Regions from separate parts of the Mus musculus genome. Here all the other regions are linked to region 1. Evidence: chromatin contacts called from public Micro-C and promoter capture Hi-C data. All regions are on one chromosome and are shown on one strand. The core of a region is the stretch at or near the end of the contact, and the rest is flanking DNA. Distances in the headings are between cores, read along the strand shown.

Region 1 (3,658 bases), core at 555-3,054:
GGCTTTTATCTGAAACCTAAGCTCTGTTGTACTTACTATATTGGTATGAATGAACTAAGGAGAGCTGGGGTGACTTCTGGCTGAATGTGTCTTAATTCTTTCCCCAAGAAGATTCAATAGGCATTAGTGCTTTTTTTCCTCTTTCTAGACATTAGTTAACTTGTTGAATACTTGAGGTGCAAGCATTTTATACAGATGCCCTTTATACAAAGGCAGTGCACCTCAGAGCTGAGATGTTTTTCTAATCACGGCTATTGTACTAATAACACACGAGGTTGTTTGAGATGTATATTTCTGTCTCTTCTCGTAATATGGGCAACAAGGACATTTGGCTGACAGGGCTGTTTTCTCTTCAGTCCTTGGAGATCCTTGAATAAAATGCTCTGTGATGGCAAGCTGTAATTAGCTATGTGGGTGGAAATTAGTGTTCTTCAAGTACACCATGTTTAGAGCAGAGGCACCGTGCTTTTTACTACCCGAGGCCACCCTGGTCCTGTGCCACAGCTCTAGGTCACTGCTTCTTGCAGGGCTTCCTTCCAAAAAGCAAACCGCCTTTGTTGAGCTCTGAAACCAGGAGGCTTTTCATAGTTAAAACAGGTTAAACTGTTCTCCAGACAATTCAGGCATTGACCAAGGATGGATAGGATACGTTAGCTTGTCATTTGAAAGTGCCCAGAATGCCAGCTTTCATAAGTATCTTTAGAACCGCAGCTCATTTTATATGGAACATCAAACTTTTGAATGGATTCCTGCAGTATTGCTAGGTCCTCCATTTTGGATGTAATAGAAATCGGGTAGCTGCAAAAACCCTTTCTAACCTAGTCTAGGCATCTGTATACTGCGCACGAAAGCGGGCTCTCAGTTTTTAAAAAATTTTATTAGATCATTGGATTTGCTGTTTTTCATTCTACACCCCCCGCCCCAAATTCGGGCTTCTCAGAGGCCTCCTGCACCATCTGACTAAACCATTCGCTGCGTTAGTATTTTCTATCTACCTTCTCAAGGAGGTGAGCTCCAGACTAGGTGAAAGACAGAGCATTTAAAATTATCCTCAGTTTCCATCCCTCCCCGCCCCCGGCCGGGATTCCCTTTCAGCTGGTGACGACAGAAAGGGTTCCACGGGCTGCGTCTCTCGCGGCTGCACAGGGTTCCGCGTGCCTCGGGCCACCGCGTTTCCCGACACCGATGCGTTAGCTGTGTGTGTGTGTGTGTGCGCGTTTATGCGCGCGTGTGTTTGTGCAGTCATCCCAGTACTGTGCGCGCGTCGGCCGGATCCCCAGGTCCAGCACGCTCGGGGGTCCTCGGGAATCCGGGGGACGACGATGGCCACGTTTTGCGTGTTCGGAACTCTCCTACATCCCGCCTACATCCCACGGGTGGGGGTGGGTGGGAGGGAATCACATCGCGGCGGGGACGCGCAGAGGGGGATGCCGGCCCGCGCGCCCTGGTCCTCTCCGCGATCGCGCCCGGCTCGTCACGCCCCCCCCAACCCCCCCACCGCGGTTCGCTCCTCACCTCAGCCTCCGGGCTGCGGGAAGGCCGCGGCAGGAGAGCGCGGTCAAGGGCAGAGCGGGCGCCGAGCCCCCCTCCGACCGCGGGGGGCGCGGAGCCGGGTGGGCGGCAACAAAGGGCCGTGGCCGCACCGCCGCCTCGCCTCGGCCGCCGCCCCGCAGCCCCCTCGTGCGCAACGCCCCTCGCCCCGGGAGGGAGGGGGAGGGGAGCGGGCGAAGCGGGAGCGGCGGGGGCGGCGGGAGGAGGGCGGCGCCTGCGTGCTCCTCCGCCGCCCCGCCCCCGGCGCCCCGCGGCGAGCCCGGCTCTCCTCCCGCGGCTGCAGCAGCTGCCGGTTCCTCACGGCCTCGGCGGCGGCGGTGACGGCGGCGCGCTCGGAGCGGCCTCTGGAGCGGCGGGCGGGCGGACGGACGGACGGACGGACGGGCGCGCGGCCCCGGCGGCTCCCGTCTGAAGCGGCGGACGAGGCTCGGCGGGGAGGAGGCGGCGACGCAGGCGGAGGAGGCGGCGGCCGCCGGGGACCCGCTCGGCGCCTCGGCCCCGTGCCCCGTCCCCAGCCCGTGGTCGCTCGCGCTCGGCGGGCCGGCGCCTCGCCTCTGCGCGCGGAGATGGTGTAGCCCGGCCGCCGGAGCCGGAGCCGCCTCTGCTCGCGCGTCCCCGCGGCGTCCGCCTCCCCGCCTGAGAAGAGACCCTCCGCTCGGCGGCTCCCGCGCCGGGGAAGCCTCGGCGCCGCCGGCACCATGAGGTGAGGGGCGCGCGGGCCGCCAGCCATTGTGCCGCGGCGCCGCGACCGCTCTGCGCGGACCCGCCTGCCCCGGCCCGCGGCGCCGGCTCGGCTCTCCCGGCTCTTTCTCGCTCCCTTTTGTCCCTTCGGGTTTCTCCGGTCCAGCTGCCCTGCCCAGCCGCTCTGATTTGGGGGAGGGGGCTCCTCCCGGTGTCCCCCTCCGATGCTCTTCTTTTACCCAGGATTTCCCTTCCTCAATTCAATATGCCAGCTCCCTCCCTCCCTCCCCCAGCCTGGGTTAACGAAACCCAGGAGATGGGGAGGGGCTCGGTAGTCGTAGCGTGCTCGTTGCCGAGAAACAGGTATTTTCCGTACATCTGTAAAAATTCTCTGCACTTTTAGTACAAAGCTCTAGTGTTTAATTAAAAGGGGGGTGGGGAGGAAAGTTTGGAAGGTTTGAAATCTCTGCGGGGAATAAAGTGCCTCTGGTAGGGGTAAAGCGGAGGAGCGGGGAAAGGTGAACATTTCTCGATGGTGGGGGAAGGGAGAGCATTTACTAGGTTTCCTCTGGCGGGGGACAGTGTGAGGCTGGGATAAGTTGGTTGAGGTTTGTAAGCCCGGGCGGGGGAGGGTTTTGTTTGGAAAGCCCTTCTCTCCGGTTCGTAGCAGCCTGTGTTGCATTGCAGCAGAAGCGGCCGCGTTTCCCTTCCTCTGTAATCAATACAATTATTTATTTATTTTTCAGCCCCAAAGGAAAGTCTTGGATGTACCGTGGTGAAATGCTTTTTGATTGATACGGTGAAACATATGGTGTGATGTTTTTTAATTTTTGTCTCTCCAGTTGTGTAGGAGAATAAACCATGATGTGGTGTGTCACTCATTGGCGACCACCCACCCCAAGCCTTTCCTAAGGTTGTTTTGTGTCCATAACCTCCCGCTTTTGGATTGGTGCAAGACTTAGTGAGAAATAGGACCTCGTAGACTGAAGGCTGATGCATTTTGCGTACTCATCCTTAAAGGCCTCCCTTTTAGGTTAAACAATTGTGGATGAAGTAAATTCCTCCGTTTCTTCCTCCCTCCCGAGATAGTCTTTCAGTTCATTTGGATTTGAATCTCCTTTGTGTTAAAGATTAATGGCCGACGGTTGCCAAGACCTTTATAATGTAATGAAATGAGATTTGAATAATATCTTCAAATTCCTTCTCTTTGGCCTGAAAATCTTGTCATTGGAATTTCCCCCCTTATTTCTGTTTGAAACTTTAGCTTTTATATCCCCCTCCTCAAAAAAAAAAAAAAAAATCAGGGTTGAACACAGACCCGTTACAATTTTAAGTATATTTTTGTGCTGTGTTTACTTAAGCTTACTATGAATTTTTCTGATTCTGGGTGACAGATCTTTATGTTAGTGTTAGATTTTTGCCAAGT
Region 2 (3,658 bases), core at 772-3,271, 500 kb before region 1:
CTGTGGCAGAGGAGGGACAAGCAGAGTCAGGGAGAATCTGGAAGAGAAACACTGGGAAATGACGAGCCAAGTAGAGGAATGTTCTGGCTATCGTTGGCCCCTTCCCAGAAGCTGGTGACAGTGGGCTGGAAGCCCTCTGTTTCATTTGTGTGTGGGCCATCCTGGGGGAAGCAGATCTGGGGAACCATTAAGGAAAGAAAGAATCCCAAGTGAAGTTTGAGCAAGTGAAGCAGTGAGTCAGCCTTGGGCAACAGTAGACACCCGGTTAAAGACAAGAATACAGAAACGAGGCTAAATAGGAATGAATCTTTCTTAAAGCTAAAATTATGGCTTCATATTGATACAAATGAACACATTTTAAAAGATTTTATTTGACAAATACAGATGGAGTAACCAGACACCTCATGTTTTGTTTGTTTGTACTTTTGTTTTTTTAGACAGGGTCTTGTTGTATAGCCCTAGCTAGCCTGGAACACTCCGTGCAGACCAGGCTGGCCTGGAATTCATGGAGATCTGCCCCCATCCCTGCCTCCCCTTAGCATGTATGTATCCAGCTTACTGCTGGGTAGAACCTTCTGGGCGCGGCCCGTCAGGCACTTCATGTTAAGTGTTGGGATTTAAAGACATGGGCTACCATGCTCGACAGCCAGCATTTGTTTGCAGCATGGTGGTTTCTAAGCTTCATGGCTCTTTTCCGGAAGCTGTTCATTTTTTCCCACCATCTGATTTCCTTTGGCCCCACCCTGATTTTTTCTGGGCTCAGGATTCAAAAGGGAAGTGGGGGAAGATCCCAGACACCTGCCATGCCCAGGAGAGAATAGTGAGGTAGCAGTATCAACAGACAAGCCCTGGCTTTGCCACAGGGAGACAGACACTTTGATTCTTCCAGGAACAGTCATTTGCATATCACTGATATTTCAAGTTGCTACAATTTCCTGCAACTGACAGAGTTACAAACTATCTCAGAAACCATCAATGCTGAACCAAGATGAGGTTCAAACCAGGGTTTCTCAGCCTGGCACAGAGATCTTTCAGACTGCACTTTTCTTCCTGTTCTCTCTGTAGAGGGATGCCCTCCGCCCGACCATCCTTTAGTAGCACCTGGCTTCCACCCAGTAGAGGCCAGGAGCCTCCTTTGTCCCAGTTGTGACAATATGAGGAAAGTCTGCAGTTAGGGTCAAAAACCTTTAGGGTCACATTGGTGCGTGCGGGTTGCTTCCAGTTGAGAACCCGTGCTTTAAACCATTCATAGCACAAGCCCGCCCAGTTCTGTGTGTGTGAGTGGCAGCGAAAACTTTCATTGGACAGAGCGGTGGTACAGGCCACCAACAGGGGCTCTGTTCTAAATGGTGTCCCAGCAGCAACTCAATAAATCATCCCAGGTAAATCTGAGTTTTAGATAAGCATCACATTATTATTCTAACACAGGTTTGCCTCGGGTGATATTTGAGGGCTACGTATGCTAAAACCACACAATCCCCCAGCCCCTTTTCTTGAAATTTAGATTTAACAAGCATGGATTGTTTTGTTTTGTTTTTTTGTTTTTTTGTTTTTTGTTTTTGTCAAATTGTACAGCCCTACTTATGCACAAATAAGTAACTGCAGAGGCCCTGGGACCCTAAAATTCCTGTCTTGCTTTAATTTGTAGGGGTTACATCTTTGAACTTCTTTGGAGCTCAGTTTCTCATCTGTAAGATGGACACACCAGTAGCCATTTCTCACAAATTTGGGGGTGGTAGGTAACATGTGTGCCCAGAGCCTGCAGAGCTCTCTTTCGATCCTGAGCCCAATGAGTGGCAACTGGCTTAGTCGCCGCGCTCCCTCCCTCATCCGCTCCTGACTCATCCGATGTTTTCTGGACAGTCATTGCTGAGTTTCGCCCAGCCTTACTCCCCAATGGCTGGGGTTTGACAACTTCGCTCCCCAACTTGCGATTGTCGTCCCCCCAACACCCCCCGCTCGCCCTCCCCACCGGGCCGCGCCATCCCGAGAGCCGTCCGAAGGTGGCAGCATCGGCCCCGTAGTCCTCACGGTCGGGCTGGCACTGTGCAGGTCGCCGGCGAGCCGCGTCCGGAGCCCGGCGCCGAGCAGGCCTGGGGAGGCGGAGGCCACACCCCGCGCACGGCCCAGGCGCTTCCCGCCGGTGAATCATCCCCGCAGCAGCGGCTCCCGCAGTCCGCTGCAGCGCCCCGGGCCCGGCCGCGCCCCAGCCGAGTGCCGTGCCCCGCCTCTCCGCGACCCCTTTCTCCGTGCAGTGCGCCAACCGGATCGCTACCATGGCGGGCATCGCGATAAAGCTGGCCAAGGACCGCGAAGCGGCCGAGGGGCTGGGGTCGCATGAGAGAGCCATCAAGTACCTCAACCAGGACTACGAGACGCTGCGGAACGAGTGCCTGGAGGCCGGGGCGCTCTTCCAGGATCCTTCCTTCCCCGCCCTGCCGTCATCCTTGGGCTATAAGGAGTTGGGGCCCTACTCCAGCAAAACTCGGGGCATCGAATGGAAGCGGCCCACGGTAGGAAGCGCGAGGGGAACAGGCAGGGCCGGCAGGGCCTGGAAGGGCACTCGGGGTTCCGGGAGGCTGCAAGTCCCTGGCTCCCCGGCTCGGTAGTCCCTGCTTAGTAGTGCTCCGCGATTGCTGCTAAGGGGACTCCCTATGCAGACTGAGGCCCAGCCAGTGGACCTGCCCCAAGCTGCGCGCAGAGCGCTTCGCAGGACAGGACCCCAAATCCCATTAGTGGACACGCCCTGGAGGCTGCCTTCGGCTTCACAAAGCCGCAGGGACACAGGGCCGCTGGGGTGAAACTTTTACTGGACTCTAGTGGTGATCTGAGTGAGGGTGGAGACACTGCTCGGCAGTAGGGGTGGGGGTGGGGATATCAGAGTAGGATAGAAGACTCGGGACTGCTGGGTGGGTGGGGGCAAGGGGTGGGCACAGCCTGGCTCTGGCTGACAAAGGTGGTCACAAGTACATGTGGCACTTGTAAATGCAAGTACATGTATTTATCCAGCGTGGGTTTTGTCTGGCTCTCAAAGTGCAGTTAGAGGACTCTTTAACTTAAAGAACTGAAGGGTAGCTTAAAGAATCGATGGGCTCCAATGATTCTGTTACTCATTATTTTGCTGACCTAGAGTCCTCACCCGGAAACCTCTGCTCAACTCCTAGATACTCCTGTCCTAACCCTCAGAGTCTCTGCCCTTAAGCCCTTCCCGTTCCCTTGTGGTTTCAATCGCCAGTGGATGCCCATGGGACCCTCACTTGACTTTTCCCAGGAACTGAGAGGAAGTCTAAACTTCTAGATTCCTGTTAGGACAATGGACATTCATACCCTGCTTCTATCCTCTTGGTTCCCCCAGGCTGCTTTTGTTACTGAGTCTAGTCTGAAAGTACCAGAGACTAGCGGGGGTATAGCTCAGTTGGTAGTCTTTACTTAGCATGCATGAAGCCCTGGGTTCTATCCCAAGCACCATATAAAATCAGGTGCATGCTAATATATGCCTGCCATTCCAGGACTCAGGAGGTGGAGATGGGAGGATGAGAGATTCAAAGCCTGGGGCCACAAAGATGGCTCATTGAGTAAGGGCTTTGGTGGTCATTTCTAATGACCTTAGTTCTGTTGCAGAACCCACCTGGAAAAAGAGAACCAACTCCCCCAAAAT
Region 3 (3,658 bases), core at 840-3,339, 390 kb before region 1:
GAAAATGTATCATATTTTTATCTATCACAGACTAAGAATCTCATGTTTAATCACTGTTGCTAATTCAGGGTGTTTTCTAGCAACTATTCCAAGCCAGGCATCGTATTAACCCCTTCCTTCATAAACAGTGACTCCAATCTTCCAAAGCACCCTGAGAATTGGCATTGTATCACCCCCAAGATACAGATGATGAAGATGAGAGACAGATTTTTCTTAAACATCTGGGATCACTAATGCTGTGCAAAATTCCAAAGCGCATCAAATTTCAAAGCTAGAATAGCATGCACACTACACCTTTCCTAGTAAGTCTACTCTGACACCAGGAAAGCAGTCAAAGCCACCAGACTTGCTGAAGTGACTTTAGTCCCAAGATTCAATAACTTTTTACAAGAATTCTGATCATCTGCTATGTGGTTTGGAGAAAAACACCCCTACATAAAACAAAAAAAAAAAAAAAAAAAAAAACAAAGGATACCTTGATTTAAACTGATCTTTCAGGAAGAAATCATCCTGCAATTAAAACCACCTATTCTTTTCCTTTCTCTGTTCAGGGGAAGCTGATGGCAAGCTGCAAAGGTTTTTTCACAACAGTGAGATAAAAACACAGGAATAAAAAAGTTAACAAAACAGTCTATCATAACCAAGGTATGCGTTTTAAGATATTCACATCACAGCCCTAACTTAATAAATGAGACTAAACCATTAGTTACAAAATGCTAGTAATTCCAAATTTCTTGACTCTTAGCAATTGTAACCATCCCAAGCCACCTAATAACCTAATAACCAAAATATTATATATGTGTCCAACCTAGAAAAATTTAGGAACACCCTCCACAACGCAAAGGGGCAAAGAGACAGTATAGTATATTCTGCACGTGTAATTACAAAAAAACCAAAACAAAATAGAACATTGAAACACAAATTTTAACACTCTTTCTTGGATTTTATAAAAGCAAAAAAATTAAGTTGTTTTAAGTTTTTATCGTTTTGTTTTCTTAAACAAGTGATGCGATAAGAACGTGAGTTGATGAGGGGTTTAGGGATGGATATGGCTAAAATACGTGACCTTTCAAAGAATATATAAAAATTATTTTTTAAAAAAGGACTTAGGTTGACTGCGATTAATCCTGCTTGAGAGGAGAACAAATACAACACCCACGAGGAAATAAATACACGGCTGCAGGAGCCACCATAACCAGTCAGATCTTGTGCTTGCTAAGGGGGCTTTTCAGAAACACCTCCATTCAACCTGCAAGTCACCTGTGACGCTGGCCAAGTCAGATGCCAAAAGAATTCACTCATCTTTCTTAGAGGTCTTGCAGAAAAAAAGCTGGGGGAGCGGGGCACTGAAGTTTTCCTCTGAACTAAAACTTTCAAGGCTGCATTTACTAAAACCTGTTTCCACAAAGAGATAGATAGGGTGACATGGCTGCTATCACCAACATCAGATCGAAATTCAAGTTAAAAAAAAAAAAAACTGGCAGAAAGAAAAAGAAAGGCAAGCCTTTTCAAGCGCTATGCTTCACTTCAGTAAAAAGCCTCAAAACAATTCAAAGAAATAGGCTAAGAACAAGGTTCCCCGGCTCTTGACCTTCAAAACAAGCTTCCCCAAAGGTCTCATCCGAGAAGCAAAGTTTGGAGCAGCGGCCCGGGCTGCCGCACTGCCTGCGGGGCAGCATCGCGACCGTCGCGGGGACCCAGAGGGACGGAGCCTCAGAGCCTCGAAGCCCGAAGCTCCACCGGCTCCGCTGACCCGGCCCCCCCGCCCTGTACACTTCCGGGCCCCAGCACGCCCACCCGCTTACCGGCATCATTTTGGACCCGAACCGCATGGAAGCGGGGGTCTGGCGGCGGCCTGGCCGAGCAGAAGTGACCCGAGGGTCGCGGGCCCGGGGAAGCCAAGCGAGAACGAGGCCGCGCGCCCGGCGGCCGACCTGTTGCGAGGCAGCGGCGCTGGAGTCCCCTCAGCGGACCGGGACGCCACCGAGTCCGGGGCCCAATCCCCTCGCCCGTCTCCGGGACGCGGCTTTGTCTCGGCGCTCGCGACTCCCACCTCCTCCTCCTCCTTCTCGCCGAAACCAACTAATCCCGGCCGGGCCCCCACCGAGGCGCGCTGGCCCCGCCCCCCACGAAGCCCCGCCCGCGGCGCGCCCCAAGGCTTGAGGTAAGGGGGAGCGGAGCGCCAACCGGGCGGCGAAGGCGCATGCGCAGATGCTGGGGGCGGTGCCAGAGGGGGCGGGAACCTTTGCTCCGAGGGAGGAAGATGCAGGCGGCGGAGCTGCTCCTGAACGCGCCTCCAGGCGGAGCCAAGGCACGGGAGGGCGGCGCCGCAGGAGAACAATAATCGTAAAACGCGGGGATGGAGCCCAGGGCTGTGTCCCTCACCTCCTTGGCGGTTCCGAGTTGCTCAAGAGAGTTGAGCCCTTTGCCTTAGGAACCATGAACCAGCCACAAGGCGCCGGACGCCGAGGGGCCTGGGCGGCGCCGCCTCACACACCTGACTCAGGGCGCCCTGAGGGATCCGAGCGCCCCACAAGATGGAGACCTGCGAGTCCGCCGGGCCGGAGCACGTTCCTGACAGAAGGCGCTCTCGGATTTGTCCTCATCCCTCAGGCGATGTCCAAGACCCCCCTCTGAATGGCCTGTTACTTCTATAATGTAAGAAGGGAAAAGCCCTTCAGTGTTGAGAAGTGGGGGGGTTCCCTGTGTTTTGAACAGCACGCTCAAAGGATTTGAAAATGGGTAAAAACAGCTTTCTGGGGCGCTCTTCAGCTCATCACGACCTGTAAACACTTTTAACACAAGGACCATTTTTTGGAGCCGTCGAAGCTCACGCTGGGAAATTGGCAGTAGTTCGCTTTGATAGGGAGGCAGATAGTCGAGTCCATTATCCAGAGAGACATAGGCTTCAGGAACACTAACTCCACGAAGCTCATTTCACGTCAAGTAACCCGTGCAAGCTCATTTGGAATCAGAGGACAGAAGAGTCCCCAAAACGAAATGAAATGAAGCACCAGAATGTATACAGCTTCAAGAATGGAGCCAGCTGAATGTGGTAGCGTGCACTAGTAATCTCAGCGCTTGGGAGGCTGAGCCAGGAGAATTGCAGTGAGTTCCAGGCCAGCCTGAGCTGAAAGAGTAAGACCTTACCTCAAATGACACTTTTATAAAAATTAAATATAAATTGACCTGTGTGTGGCACAGATCTATATCCCCAGGTACTCAGAATGCTGAGGCAGGAAAATCCCAAATTTAAGGGTTCCCAGGGCAGCTTTAGCAGAATAGGTCTCAAAATGTAAACGGGGGGGGGGGGGTCCCTGGAGTCAGACATAGTTTAGTGATAGAGTGTTTAACATGAATAAACTCCTGGTTTTAATACAAAGCACAACAGAAAGAATGAGCACTTATTGTTTGTCGTCCCAGCACTAGAAGGCTGAGGCAGGACGTATCAAGAGTCTGAGGCCAGCCTGGGCTACATGCTCTGTCTCCAAATAAATAAACAACAAATAAAAGAATAATTATTTTTTTATTTTAACATATCCCTTACCCAAAAAAAAGAATCATCCAACTCCCAGTTAACATCATCCCAGCTACTCTATCATCCCAGCTACTCTATCTAAACATGAAATTAAAACTGATACAACTAGAATTACCCTGG
Region 4 (3,658 bases), core at 457-2,956, 260 kb before region 1:
TTTTTTCTTTTTATTATTTATTTGTTTAATTTATTTATTTGGTGGTGGTGGGTTTTGAACCCAGCATCTTACTGGGCACTTTATCATTGAACTCTGTCTCAAGTCTTTTATCTGTGTTGGGTGTGTGTATATGGAGGAGGCTGGGTTTTATCGGTGCACTTGCTCTGTAACCAAGGCAATCCTGGAACTTGTGATCTCTGCCTTAGGCTTCTGCTCAGTTGGGATCACACACAACTGGGCTAACATGCCCGGCAAGAATTTCTTAATACCTTCACCTACCCAGATGATACTTTAATTAAATAGCATCACATCAGGGGCTAGAGAGATGGTTCCGTATTTGAAGAGTTCCTACTGCTCTTGCAGAGTTCAGTTTCCAGCACCCATGGAAGGTGGGGTGTCTTTCAACGGCATGTAACTCAGCTCCAAGGGATCTGACACCCTTTTCTGGCCTCTGAAAGCAACTGCACCCAGATAGATAGATCTTTAAATAACATCACATCATTTTAACCCTTCAGAATAAATAAGACTGATACATCACAGCTGGCTAGTTTATCCTTTAAGTCCCTGTTAATTTGTTGGTTTTTTTTTTCTCCTTTATTAGAGAACACAAAATTCCCATATCGTTTCCTACAGTGAGATCTTGCTGATGGTATCCCATAGTTTAGCAGATTCCTCTGTAGTTTGTAGTTTTCTATACATGAGCAGTTGTACTTCCAAGACTTGTCAGACTTGGATGTCTGTCTCTCTGTGTCCCCACCTCTCCCGTTGTGGTATGCATGTGCAGTGGTGTGTGTCTGTGTCTGATTTATACTCATGACCACTTGGCTTCTTTAGGAAAGTCATCTGGTCTGCTAATCCCTAATCCTGTAATCTTAATCTTAATTAGCAGTTCCTTTCACTTCCAGGCTCCACGGAGAAGCCAGGGCTCTTAGTCCATCCACCTGCTCGGCCCGTGCTCCAACTCTGTGCCACACCTCTAATCCCTAAACCTCGTAAGTGAAGAAATGATAGGCATTTTGAAATCAAATCTCCCCTGCCTCCCACAGGAAGTTGCGGGTGATCACTTCTGTGACACGGGAAGATGCATGATTGAGCAACCATTAGTGTAGGGAAACATCAGAACCACCAACTCCACCCCATCTCTCCCTTCCCTTTTCTTTACTGCATTGTTCAGACAAGTCTGAAATTCCACTGGGAGGCAAGGGCAGGCCCACCGGCTGGAGGATAACCTAGGCTAGGTAGTGAGAACCTACTTCAAGAAACAAAAGCAAACATATGGGGCGGGAGGGGTGAGGAGGGGCGAAGACGGGAGAGAGGGGAGAGAAAAGCAAAGAGAAAAAAAAAACTTTTTTAAAAATTAGATTTTAGTTGCCACACACTCCAAATCTCTGGAGGTTTTAGTTCCAGAAGGCAACCAAACAGGGCTCGACAGATAATTTGCTATTAAAAGTTAAGCGAAATATGGGCTCGTTGCCACTTAATCAAAGCCAGTGATCTTCCGAACTCAAGGAGAGGTAGCCACCCCATGTACTCCACCCACTGAGGCGCTAAAGCGAGAGCCTTATCCAGCCGCAAATCTTTCCTTCTCTTTTCACCTTTTCCCAGGCTTCGTGAGCCTACAAGGTTCTTGGCTGCCGACCCAGGTCCCGCCCATCGCCTCCCACGAGGGGCGTGGTCATTGCGGGGCGTGGCCTGAGGCCCCGCCTCTGCCCGCGTCCCCGCGGCTTATCGACTAGAGCCGGGCCTCGAGCTGCCGCCGTCCGGACACGAGCCGGAGGCAGAGCGGGTCCACAGGCCGCAGCCATGGGTAGCCGCGTGTCCCGAGAGGAGTTCGAATGGGTCTACACGGACCAGCCCCACGCCGCCCGGCGCAAGGAGATCTTAGGTGAAGACTGGACCCCGTTATGTGCGCGTGGCCGCGTGCGGGCCCTGAGCGGCCTCCCGTGCGCGCCGTGCGAGCGCGGCCTCCGCGGCCCCTTCCAGCCGCTCCGCTGCTTGGCCGCCGGCGCGGGCTCCGGGCGGGCGGGAGAACCGAGGGATGAGGGATCAGCGCGCCGCCGCTCGCTGCTAGCCCTTCGATGGTCATGTGTTGGAGGCCTCCGCCGGCCTGTGAGCTGAGGGTCCCCAGGTAGGGCGATCCGGACTCGCCCCTCCTGCTCCGACAGTCGAGGGTGACCCCCGCTCCTGGTGGAGCGGTAGGCTCGAGCCCGGACGCCTGCTTGGCTCAGGGCGTGGTCCAGGGGCATCCCCGGCCCCGGGAGCCTCAATCACGTGGTCCAGTCAGCTGCAGGCCTAGCGGGGGACCAGGTTCGGGTGACCCTAGGCTTCCCAGACCGGATGGCTCCTGTGAGTTTTTATTCCAGTGATCTGCGGGACCGGCTGCATAGGAAAGGCGCGCAGCTTAGCCTCCCGGACCTTAGGACAGGCTAGGCCTGATTTAGGAGAGTATGGGGGGCGGAGGGGGGGTTTCCACGTGAGATAGAGAGGTCTCTTATCCCACGTAGGCTGCTCTTAAGAATAAGGACAAATTGTTGGGTATGAGCTTTGCATATATGAACCAGTTCAATTTTTCCTTTCCAGTACTTTGCCTGAGCCGGCATTTTAAAAGATGAAGTAATGTTTAAGAAGATTCCAACATCTTCATAATTAGACTGCAGCCAAAGAGTCTGCCTTTTTTCTTTTCTTGGTGCTAGATATAGAAAGTTGTTTTAGTTTGTTTGTTTTGATTTAATTGAGAGAATCAATGAAAGGCCTTTTAATATGAGGAACTGCCTCATATCCACCATTTTCACACTCTTTCTTAAAAATATTTGCCTAATGGGGGAGGGGGCGGCGAGGCCCTGGTTTCTGCAGTAGTTGCTAAACTTAGACATTACTTGTTTCGCAAATCAGAGTGACTAGCTGCCGTTCAAATGGACTTTATTTTTCTAGTGGAATTCACGTTCAGGGGATCCCTGGTGCTAGTAAGTTCTCTACCATTGAGCTGCACCCCTGACTTCTGACCTGGAACTTAAATTGAGTGAGCCTCAGTCATTATCACCAGCTGTGCTGTCAGGTGCTTTGGGCTCTGGGGTTTCCGTATAGTCATTGCCTCTGCCTCATTACGGTGATAAATGTCTGCTGCTCCAGGGAGGGAGGGAGGCCTTTGGCTGCTGGCTTATCGGTGCTCACCGGTGCTTTTGGGTGTGTGGGGAGGGGGGAAGGGGGAGGTGTCTGGTGAAATCATGCCAGAGGGGTTTGAAGGAAAAAAGCTGATCCCCCTCATGTCAGCCTGGAAGCTGGGGGGCAAATGGAAACGTCCTTTGGGGCCTGCTTTCAGTGCACACCTCCTCCTATGCCTTTTATTCTGAGTCCTTTGAGGGGTTAATATGTTGATAAGGTCAGAACATTCAGGATCCTCACTGTGACCAGATCTGCCAGCTGGGGTCCAACCCTTTAATATGTGCGGTGATACCACATTTTGCTTAACATTCCTTTGATAGACATTTGAGCTGATACCCCCTCTCAGCTGTTTTTAATAGTGTTCCTTTGAATGTTCATGTACAGGGCATGGATTCGTTTTCGTTTGGGGGTTGCTGGCCGTTCTTTCTTTAGCATTTTGGTTGAATGTCAGACAGTCTAAACCATTTTACATACTCATCAGGCAGTGTATGAAGAT

Evidence for each region. Promoter capture Hi-C pulls out the DNA fragments that hold promoters and counts their contacts. A called contact is a pair of places that touch in the nucleus more often than the background predicts.
Region 2: a promoter capture Hi-C map of embryonic stem cells shows a contact between it and region 1, with 6 times the contacts expected there. The contact joins the promoter of Capn2 here to the promoter of Enah in region 1. A contact is called at or near these places in 5 of 39 promoter capture datasets (the 3T3-L1 cell line, 3T3-L1-derived adipocytes, embryonic stem cells and 1 more), 1 of 484 Hi-C or Micro-C datasets (the HL-1 cell line) and 3 of 115 datasets of contacts at active chromatin or transcription factors (embryonic forebrain, fetal liver and pancreatic cancer cells).
Region 3: a Micro-C map of embryonic stem cells shows a contact between it and region 1, with 3 times the contacts expected there. The contact joins the promoter of Trp53bp2 here to the promoter of Enah in region 1. A contact is called at or near these places in 5 of 39 promoter capture datasets (the 3T3-L1 cell line, embryonic stem cells, frontonasal cranial neural crest and 2 more), 2 of 484 Hi-C or Micro-C datasets (both in embryonic stem cells) and 1 of 115 datasets of contacts at active chromatin or transcription factors (astrocytes).
Region 4: a contact with region 1 is called in a Micro-C map of embryonic stem cells, with 2.6 times the contacts expected there. The contact joins the promoter of Degs1 here to the promoter of Enah in region 1. A contact is called at or near these places in 3 of 484 Hi-C or Micro-C datasets (cardiomyocytes and embryonic stem cells), 2 of 115 datasets of contacts at active chromatin or transcription factors (both in embryonic stem cells) and 1 of 9 other capture datasets (pancreatic islet).

What each region holds. Positions count from the first base shown.
Region 1 is chr1:182,018,126-182,021,783 of GRCm38.p6, reverse strand. It overlaps Enah (ENAH actin regulator), which reads left to right and starts at 1,804. Exons shown (of 15, transcript NM_010135.3): 1 at 1,804-2,254. The coding sequence starts at 2,250.
Region 2 is chr1:182,515,973-182,519,630 of GRCm38.p6, reverse strand. It overlaps Capn2 (calpain 2), which reads left to right and starts at 2,021. Exons shown (of 21, transcript NM_009794.4): 1 at 2,021-2,513. The coding sequence starts at 2,277.
Region 3 is chr1:182,407,598-182,411,255 of GRCm38.p6, reverse strand. It overlaps Trp53bp2 (transformation related protein 53 binding protein 2), which reads right to left and starts at 2,089. Exons shown (of 18, transcript NM_173378.2): 1 at 1,806-2,089. The coding sequence starts at 1,832.
Region 4 is chr1:182,280,849-182,284,506 of GRCm38.p6, reverse strand. It overlaps Degs1 (delta(4)-desaturase, sphingolipid 1), which reads left to right and starts at 1,706. Exons shown (of 3, transcript NM_007853.5): 1 at 1,706-1,885. The coding sequence starts at 1,804.